Linked DNA regions of Rattus norvegicus: region 2 is linked to region 1. A link is a contact called in public Hi-C data. All regions are on one chromosome and are shown on one strand. Each heading gives the region's core, a stretch centred on a gene start, on an enhancer-like site or on the middle of the called end of the contact. The rest is flanking DNA. Distances are from core to core; before and after follow the strand shown. Region 1 has its middle 120 kb from the start of Nfil3. Region 2 has its middle 100 kb from the start of Auh.

What was found. A called contact is a pair of places that touch in the nucleus more often than the background predicts.
Region 2: a contact with region 1 is called in a Hi-C map of the A7r5 cell line, with 9 times the contacts expected there. The contact joins two enhancer-like sites. A contact is called at or near these places in 2 of 12 Hi-C or Micro-C datasets (the A7r5 cell line and mammary epithelial cells).

What each region holds. Positions count from the first base shown.
Region 1 is chr17:12,308,888-12,313,871 of GRCr8, reverse strand. No RefSeq gene overlaps it. Among named protein-coding and RNA genes, the nearest start is that of Nfil3, 120 kb to the left of the region's middle. Within about 2 kb of position 2,546, at least 11 of the 93 cell types and tissues checked have an H3K27ac peak or open chromatin away from gene starts, as enhancers often do. A contact at or near this core is called in the A7r5 cell line, where this site is marked.
Region 2 is chr17:12,582,881-12,587,864 of GRCr8, reverse strand. No RefSeq gene overlaps it. Among named protein-coding and RNA genes, the nearest start is that of Auh, 100 kb to the right of the region's middle. Within about 2 kb of position 1,949, at least 48 of the 93 cell types and tissues checked have an H3K27ac peak or open chromatin away from gene starts, as enhancers often do. A contact at or near this core is called in the A7r5 cell line, where this site is marked.

The DNA of each region.
Region 1 (4,984 bases), core at 1,297-3,796:
TGCCAAGGCACCCCCGTGGTTCAATTACACACAGGCAGTGACACTGTCTGTCCTCTAGAAGAGGACACAGTCTTGTAGGCACTTACTGATGGACCTAGTTAGGTGAATTCCGTGGCGGTGATCCCCAGAGCTTCAAGAGAAAATGAATTTGCTCCTTCGCCTTAAAATTCCTTCCCAGTGACATTTGGACAAAAACATTACACTTGAATAGGATAGCACGGGTTAGATCGAGTCCCTCTCTCCCCTGGTCCCAACCCTGCCCTGCTCATTTACTGTGGTTGTAATGTCTGATATCTCAGAAGTGACTGGGTTAGCAGTTAAGGGGCTCTTCCAAGGTAGTGGACTAAAAATGAGGTTCCCAGAAAGAGCCCAGATTCTGTGATTGATTAGACAAAAATCTGGATACAGAGAGGCTAACTGGGGAAAGGCACATCTACAAGCCAAGGAACAGGCCTCAAACTCCCAACACCCAGAGTAGAGAGATTCCATGCCTGGAGTCAGTCATCCAGTCTGGAGTGCCCTGTCACAGCACACCAAGCTGACTAATGCCGGGAGTTCGCCAGTGACGCAGTTGCAGAAAAAAAATGATTTTTTAAAAATACATCTAAGTTGACAGACAGAAGAAAATAGAAGTGAGTCATTTCTCCGCTAAGGTAGCATCGGTTTGGAGAGATGGCTCAGTTGGCAAGTACGAGGACCCAAGTTCAGATAGAAGCTGGATGTAGTGACAGTGTCTGAAATGCAGTGTAGGACGATCACAGGGCAGAGACAGGAAATCCCTGGAGCTCACTGGTCAACAAGCCTAGCTGAATCCAGGAACACCAACTTCAGTGAAAGACCCTTTCTTACAAAAACAAGGTGAAGACAAGAGCAGAAGATACCCTAATTGACCTCTGGCCATCCCACATATGTACACATGCACATACGTGTGTGTACACATGCATATACACACATGTATGCGCACCTACCACCAACAGACACACATATATATCCCCACAGAACCACATACTTTTGTGGTTTCCCCTGAGTTATCTGTATTTTGATGCTAATTCCACTGCCCCAAGGACAGCTGCCTAGTCACATACTCAGGAATCAGGTGACTTCACCAGAACCTTCTCCCCATTGAATTTGTAAAGTACAGTTGAGGGGCAGGTACAAGATAGAAGGAGGCCTGTCATTGGAGGAGAAGGAAGGATGGGCGGGAGAGAAGTTTGAAGGAAGAGGAGAGAGAGGAGACAGCGGAGGAGAGGGTGAGAAGCCATGGCAGGTGATGTTAAGGTTCTGCTCTGTGTATTTTACAGGTTGTTATTAATGTTCCTAGGGATGCATGGTACCGGGCTTTGTATGTTTAAGTGGGCAATTATATCTTACCAATTGGGTTAAAGATTATTGTGTTGTGTGTCCTTTTATGTGGGGGTTTGAGTGTAGGAAAGTGCGGCTGGGATGTGTTTCTGCCAAGATATCTAGCAGATACCTTGGGCACCGCAGTACAGGACCCAGCGAGGTAAAAGGCAACTCTACTTTTTATTTTTATATTTTTACAACAACAATGTACATAACACACATACACGTTTAATCAAACATCGCATCTTCCCGGGGGTTTTTACGAACAACATAAACAGCTGGGACCTTTCCATTCCCCGTTTTGGACAATGTTGCTGCTTTGGCATGGAGGACCTGATACAAACCCAGACCTCTGTTCTACTTCTGGTTGTTTCTGGCCCCGTGGCACCATCTATCAGTAGCCTGCCTATAAGAATCCAGGCAATCCAGGCAATACTGTGTTGCAGTATTGAGAATGGCCGCCTGACTCATTGAAATATACGCACATCAAAGTACTCGGTGAGAGTTGGGTGCAGCTGGGAGACTGCTCACCGAGCGAGCACAAAGCCCTGGCTCTGATGCCCAGCACTGTGGAAATAGGGCATGGTGGTGCGCACCCCCAATGCCAGCTTTTGGGAGGTAGAGGCAGGTGGCTCAGAGATTGAAGGTCTATCCCTGGCTACAGAGTGAGTTCCAAGCCAGCCTGGAACATATGAGGATCCTGTCTCCAAAAACAATTTTTAAGTTATAAAAGCATAAATTGGTAAATAATTGAACTATTACATGTAAGACTCTATATGTGCATCTGGAAACTCGGGAAAAAAAAAAGCACGTCTCTACGTGTAATCTCCTACTCTTAGCAAGCCTAATGAGGCCAGAAAGATCCTGTGTGACAGAAACGGAAGGGAATGTGGTCCACATAGCCCGCAGGTTACATCAGAAAGGTTACACCTCAAATTTTAATCCATCAACATCTGTTCAATAAATGCTTTCTAAATACGGACTGGTAAGAGGCCCTCCCTTTACATGCTAAGGGGGTACAGTGGGACAGAGCATCTGATGGTTGGAACACCAGGCCCTGACTCTAGACAAGTCATGGTTAGAAGTCATCAGAGGCATAAGTTATTTAGCTAACTAGGGCTTAACAGTATCAGTGTTATTTAGACCGTGCGGTAACCAAGTTATAAATAACCCACGGTCTCACTTGAGAGTCATTTCAAACAGAAAGGAAAAATAGTGGCCTGAATACTTGACAGAAATTCCACAGTCAGAGGCCACTAACTGCGTGCTAGACAAGCCAGTCACAAAACGCCTGCCTGTTTATGTCTTCGTCATACAAACGACAGCTTGTGATTTTGTAACCATCGGGGTCAGCACAATTCAGTTTGCAGTGTTTGTCTCCTTCGGTAGTCTGCTTTGACCCCGGTTCGCCTCTGGCAAGCACATGGATTTAATGAAAAAGAGACCCTTGGTCCCTTGTTATTTCTTAATTTCCTAGGAATGACTAATTAGGTTCAGAGATATCTGTTGAGTGTGTGTGTGTGTGTGTGTGTGTGTGTGTGTGTGTGTGTGTGTGTGTGTAGTGAGCTAGACATCTTAGTAGCTCAGGTTTCCTGGATCAGATGATTAGGAAAGCCACCCCCTCAGCCTTACAGGAAACTCTTGGGTTTCCCCTACTGGTCCCCCTTGCTACAGACTCCTACAGATACAAGAGTTTAAAATCTCCCCCTGCTGGCCTCTCTGTGAAATCCAACAGCTCAAATCCTGTTCACTTAAGCGTCAGATCACATCTGGACTGTGGTAAGTTCCTTCCGTTGCTGTGACAAATGCCCCAGATGGACCAAAATAGAAGAACTGCTTAGTTTGGCTCATGGTTTCCGAGGCTTCTGTCATGGTTGGCTCAGTCATTTGCAAGGGCCACAGTGACCAGCACATTGGGAGTGTGCGGTAGAACATAGCTGCTCGTCAGGAAATAAACCAGGGTGGGGACACGGACCCAATAGCCTGCAGCCTCCCTCTGTGTTGTACCTCCTTCGTTTGGACCACCTCTTCATTGTAGCAGTAACCTCCATCTCTATCAGCAAGTTAACCTGTCCATTAGATCAGAGTCCCCCCAGGACACAGTCACCTCCTAGTGTTCACCTCTGGACACTGCTGCTGTGGGGGATTCAAGAGTTCAGCACATGAGCATTGGGGTTGGGTGGGGTTTAGGTCTCAGAGCATCATGCCATTTCAATGGATGTTTTCTGGTGGCGGCCCTCTAAAATGACAGACGTAAGTAACAGAAGGGACACCTTCTGGGGGCTCCTCCCACACACTCTCAGGGATATGTCGCTACCTGCCCCTACCATTCCACCTCCAAACCTCCACAGGAGACATGACTATAGGCAGGGCTATCCATACCTGTGATGCCTCGGGTCACAGGAGGACGCCAGAGCATGGCTGCTGCTTTTTGTTTAGTTTGCTCTTATGGATGACAAAAGGGTGAGAGGTATTAGCAGCAGAGGATTAGCACAGGGACTCCTGCTCTCTGTTCTTTCGGGGTTTCCTATAGGCTCCAGGGCTGGCCTCGGCATAACTCTGGTGGTGGTGGCCTCTACACCGCTGGCTGCTTTTTTTTTTTTTAACTCACTTTGCTAGCCTGTACATGTAAGTACTGTTTACTGCCCATACCCTCCCTATTGTCCCTTACCCCTCCCAGCTGTCCCCTCTGTTGACCTGGAGAGTTTCACATCTCCGTTCTACTGTGACTAGCATTGCGGAGGACACTGTGTACTGTTATCTCTGTGGTACTGCCTTCCTGTTTCTCTAGAAGAGCTCTCTGGGCCCTGTTTCTGCCTCTTATGACGGGCACAATCTTCCCTCCCGCATGAGGATGCTGTCAGTCTTATATGGTTAGCAGGTACACATTCCGGCCCTGCATTGGATCTTGTCTGTTGACCTTCACACACCAAGTCGCTGGTCAGCCTTTTGTTTCCTTTTTGGCACTTTTCTTCATTCTAAATCCACAGGCGAAGAATCTGACTCAAAAGAAGTCACCCGGGTGAATGGTGAGAACTAAGGACGCTGGGTGTAAACACAGCCCGACAATGATGAGGACTCTAGCGCCACCTGCTGCCCACTCATGTCCTCGCAGAGGTTTGGAGAAGCCAACTTCTGGTTCCACTGACCCGCAGAAAATGACTCTTTGAAGAGATCAGTGTGACTAGGACAGAATTTGTCCTCTTACTCAATACAAGTAAATATGTATATGTTCATATGTATATTTTAGCGATGATATAGTTTGCCATGATATATGTGTTTATACAAATGTATGTAAGCGTTTGTGTTTTGTGTTGGGAGGGTCTGCCTCTCCATCCTACCCAATAAACTCTAATTCTTAAAGCATGGCTCCTTTTGCTGTCTGAGTGGGTCTTCCAGGAAGTTCGATTCTTTTTCTGTCCAATGGATTGAACTCAGAAGTACCCTTAGCTGGCCACTGCTTGCCCAAGACTCCTCCAACAGTTGGCCATTCCCAGTCTCAGTATCCCTGCCTCTGTTGGGATAGCGAATGGGAATCCTGCACTTGAGGGATATACAGGAGTATGGGATCACTCAGGGGGACAAGCACGTCCTCCTCCGGAGTGAGATCCTCCAGGAGGGATTGCTGGGTAGGATCCAA
Region 2 (4,984 bases), core at 700-3,199, 270 kb before region 1:
AGGAACCCTCAGTGTTCACTTGCTGTGAGGCTGAGATGGGTGTGCAGCGCTCCAGAGGACACAGGGAGCAGCCAGGGCCTTCTGAATTGCAGGGCCACTGTTCCACCTGCAAACCCCACCCAACCTTGGCCAATCAGATTACCCGAAAGCCTCTTCTTTGTAGGAAAGCACTGAAGACAGGAGCTCAGGAAAGGGGACATGGGCACTTCCTACTTCACATAGCTTTGGGGTATGCAAACTGTTCAGAAGAAAGAAAGGGTGCCTTGAATTATCTTCCTCAGAAGTTTATTTAGGAAACAGTCCAGGCTATTAGCAGAAGTTCATTTGCTGGGTCAGATTGCCTTGCTCTGAAAGTCCCACAACTTCTCTCCAAGCTCCCCTTCCCCCTCACTGAGTTCATAATACGTAACACTGACAGCGGAGAAAACACATAAAACAGCCTATAAGGGTAAGCCAGAGCTTTGCAAAGCTCTTGAACCGCTCTTGAAACACTGGGAGACAGCGAGAGTGCACGTTGAGGAGTTATTCCGTTGGTAGCAACAGGGATGATACCAGACAACTCAAGGGCTTTCCTGGGGTTCAAAAGCTGCCCACTGGAGGATCTGATCGCAGAGGTCAACAGAGAAATGCAAGATCCAGGAACCTAGATAGACCCAGCCAGGTTCCATTGGGCTGCTGACAGAACCACAGCTAAGGGTGGCAAATGTCCGCCACACTGTCCTCCTAACCTAGAGCAGAGGCGTAACTAGGGCTACCCATGACATCATGTCAGTTATCCAGAGAGGTCATAATACCACTCTTTCTGGGCTGAGCAGGGGTGGGGAAAGCTGGGCCACAGGTGCTGGGTCTAAATACTCCCTCTCCCCAGCCAGTCTATCTGAACCATGTCTCTGCGTGCCCCCATCCACCAACATTCTGACTCAGAGGTTGACACCTCCACTGGGTCCTGTCCCCATGGTTGACCTGCTTCTCCACCAGTGGCTCAAACTTCTAGCTGGTCTAAGTTCTCATTGGACCAAGGGCTTTTACACTCCCAGCACCTCCTCCTTCCCATTCCCCTCGTGACAGAGGCTACGGAAGCTTCCGAGTTCTGCTGTGAGCCAAGGTCACCCTTAGAACTGCACGGAAAAAACTGGGGTAGACTGCTCAGTTGATAAAGTGCCTGCGTGCCTGGGAACCTGAGTTCCAATCTCCAGTGGGCTGGAAGTTGCCATCGTGTAAAACCAGACCAGAGTGAAGCCATACCCTGGCCACTAGGCATGACAGGAAACACAGGGTGTCCCTCCAGCCCTGAGAGCCCGGTTCTACTGTCCCCATGGTCCTGCCCTTTCCTGCTGAGGGTTGCAGGCCAAGTGACATTTTCTTTGATCCAGGCCACTTTCGTTTGAACTTGTGCCACTCACAACAAAGATTCCTGACGCATCAGGGCCAAACTCCCTTGATAACATTAAAAGCCGGCCACGGCATGGCATTTACTTTACTTTCCTGGTCCTGTGGACTCGGTAACAGCCACCGCAGTAACTTTCCACTGTGTGTGGAGACACGTCAGGCCTCACCTCGTGGTTCCGAATACGTCTGCCAAGGCCACTGTGCTTTAGTCCTTAGCTTTGTCAGACAGAGCGGTGGACCTGGCTTTTCAATGGCGAGCTAGAACACAGGTAAAATCAAAACACTGCAGAAGAGAGGGTTCCCACAGGAACCCTCTCGCACCAAACTCCCACGCTTAAAAAAGAAACCCCGAGTAGGCTTCTCTATTTCACTCAGTGGCTTAAAAAAAAAAAAAAAGTCGTGAGTCGTGCAGGAAGGGTAAAAAAAAAAAAAAAGTCCAAAAATGCCTCGCTATTTCTGAAGTGCTTTATTTTGGAATTTTCTGCTCTGTTTGAGTGGCCCGTGTTTGTGGGCGAGAATTATGTCATGAGTTAATGATCTCAGGAGGCTGTAAACTTGGGGAAGGAGAAACTTGTGCAAAATGGCCTTGAGGCTGTGGGCTGTGTTGTGTAACAGGCTCGGGAGCACGGGCACGAGTCTGGGATCATAGTGCGGGGCTGCACAGTGTAGCCAGTGTCGTGTCTCCCGCTGACCTTTTCTAAGACAGAATCACAACCATGCCCCCCACCACGCACACGTTGCCAATACCGAAGTTGGATACCGAGAAGCAGAAATAAATGTCAGTCGTCCCCCCCCCCCCCCCCAGTTCCCAAAGGAAGACTTTGAAGTCCCTGGTTGCTGGCAGCCTGGTGTCTTGCCTGCCCATCTTACTCCTAACCACTGTAAAGGCCGTCCTTTAACACCAAAGCAAAATGTTTTCCTGAAGTACTTCCTGGCATCTGGGATGAGAACAATAGGCAGAGGCTTACAATAGATTATTTTATACGTAAGAAAAGCAGAAGGTCAGAGGCGGAGGGGTAGGGGTGGGGGAGCCAGGCTGTGCACGTCATAGCCCTCCATCGGTGTTTAATGCCGTTGAGCAACCACGCTGGCGAGAAACCATTACTTAATCCTGCCAGTATTATCCAGAAAGAATGCTTGCGAAATACCGAAGACAAATATGCTGTAATTATTACATGCACAGAGAGCTTGTCAAGCATAAACTGTTAGTGTAACATCAACACAGCCTCCTGCTCCATTGGAGTGGGCCAGTAATTAGCACCGACAATGGACAGTGTGTGTGAGCGGTGGGGGGCGGGGAGATGGGAGGACAAGAGAGAGCAGTGTTCAGGGCCTCCACAGGCCTGGCACACAGGCCTTGCTCTTCAAGACGCTTCTGTCTGAAAATACTTCAGAGCCAAGCACCATTGGCATTGCAGAAGAAAATGGGGAGACACCCGGTTCTCTGACACTTCAGAAAGAAGGGACCACAAAAGTTAACCAAACCTCTCCTTCCTTTCACCGTCCTTCCTATTTTCTCCTTTCTACATTCTTCTCTTTGTATCCTTCCTTTTTCCTGCCCCTTCTGTCCCTCTTCCTTCCTCCCCCACATCCCCTCCCTCCTCCCTCACACCCCCTCCCTCCTCCCTCACACCCCCTCCCTCCTCCCTCACACCCCCTCCCTCCTCCCCCACACCCCTCCCTCCTCCCTCACACCCCCTCCCTCCTCCCTCACATCCCCCTCCCTCACATCTCCTTCCCTCCTCCCCCACACCCCTCCCTCCTCCCCCCACCCCTCCCTCCTCCCTCACACCCCCTCCCTCCTCCCTCACACCCCTCCCTCCTTACACCCCCTTCCTTCTTTCTCACATCCCCTTTCCTCCTCCCTCACATTCCCCTCCCTCCTCCCTCACATCCTCCTCCATCTTCTCCCTCATATCCCTCCCTCCTCCCTCAAATCCCTCTCCCTCCTCCCCCATATCCCCCTCTATCTTCTCCCTCATATCCCTTTCTCCTCCCTCACTCCCCTCCCTCCTCCCTCACATCCCTTTCTCCTCCCTCACTCCCCTCCCGCCTCCCTCAAATCTCCCTCCTCACTCACATTTCCCTCCCTCCTTCTCATGTCTCTTCCTCTTTCCTCCTCTCCCCCTTCTTCTCCCTCCCTCCGTTTCTTTCCTCTCCTCCCTCCCCTCCTCTCCCTTTATTTCCCATCCCCTTTTCTTTTTCAGAAAGGACCATTGGATGCTATTGCACTTGCATGGAGAACCCTGGCCAAAGTCTGATCAGTTCACATTCAGGACTGGCCTTGTCACGATCTAAGAGATAAAGCATGGGATGTCAACTCAATAGCACAAAGGAACTGTTTCCAGAAAGGCAAAGAGTAACACACACACACACACACACACACACACACACACACACACACTCTTAAAATGCTTTTAAGTATGTGCAAAAAGTCAGAGAAAAGTGTGAGAATGATGGCTGACCAAACAAGGATTCACAAAGACACCGGGGAAGAGGAAGAACCAAACAAGGTTCCTAAAGTCAAAGCGACAGCCAGATGTGCAGTGCTCACCCAGAGCTCTCCAAAGCAACACCATGGCGGCCCAGGAAAGGTTAAGCCTGAAGCAGGAGAATCAGTCAACTCCAAAGACAGAAGAAAGACCAAAGAGAAGCAAAGACCTCAAGAGCCCATGAGGTTTCCTGAGTATACCAACATGGAGGACCAGAATACTAGGGAGTGGGTTAGGAAGACACCTGAGAGGACAGTGGGCAAGCGGACCCCAAGTCCAACACCAGATTGAAGCCCACAGACCCAAGAAACTTGAAAACCAGGCTCCAGTCGGAGTAGCACTGAGTGTGTTATCCAGCCAACACACTCCTAGCTCAGACGGGAAAAGCCAGACAAGGCTAGATGATGTGCACAGGCCTGTATGCCTAGCTACTTGAGGGGTGACTAAGGCAGGGGAATCCTGCCTGAACTACAGAGGGAGTCTGAGGCCATCGTGGGCAAGTTAGTGAGATTTTATTACCTAGTAAAAGAGGACCGAAAACATAATTCAGTGGTAAGGGATTGTCCGTATGTGTGAGGGTTTGGGTTACATCCTGTGGAGTGTGTGTGTGTGTGTGTGTGTGTGTCTGTGTGTGTGTGTGAAGGAGAGAGACAGAGACAGAGAGACAGACAGAGAAACAAAGACAGATTCAGGCACACATAAGAGAAACAGAAACACACGCACGCACGCACACACACACACACAGAGACAGACAGACAGACACATAGACAGACATAGAGTAAGGGGAGATAAAGAGAGACAGACAAATCATCCATCAAGCACAATGACAATTCTGAGAGGCACACCACACAGACACCAGAAGAAAGTTCACCCCAATATAAACACGCGAGTGCAGTAGCCCCGGCACACAGTGGGAGTCTGGCAGAAAAGCAGCCAGAGGAGATCAGCAAACCAGTGCAGGATCGGCCCCCTGACAGTCCAGAACACTGAAATCCACTGGCGATCAGGGTGCCCACGCAACACAGAGGACAAAAGCATCCAGGATGGACATACACTGTGGGAGGGGGCATTCCACGAGGAAGCTGGGAACCTCCTGAGGGCCG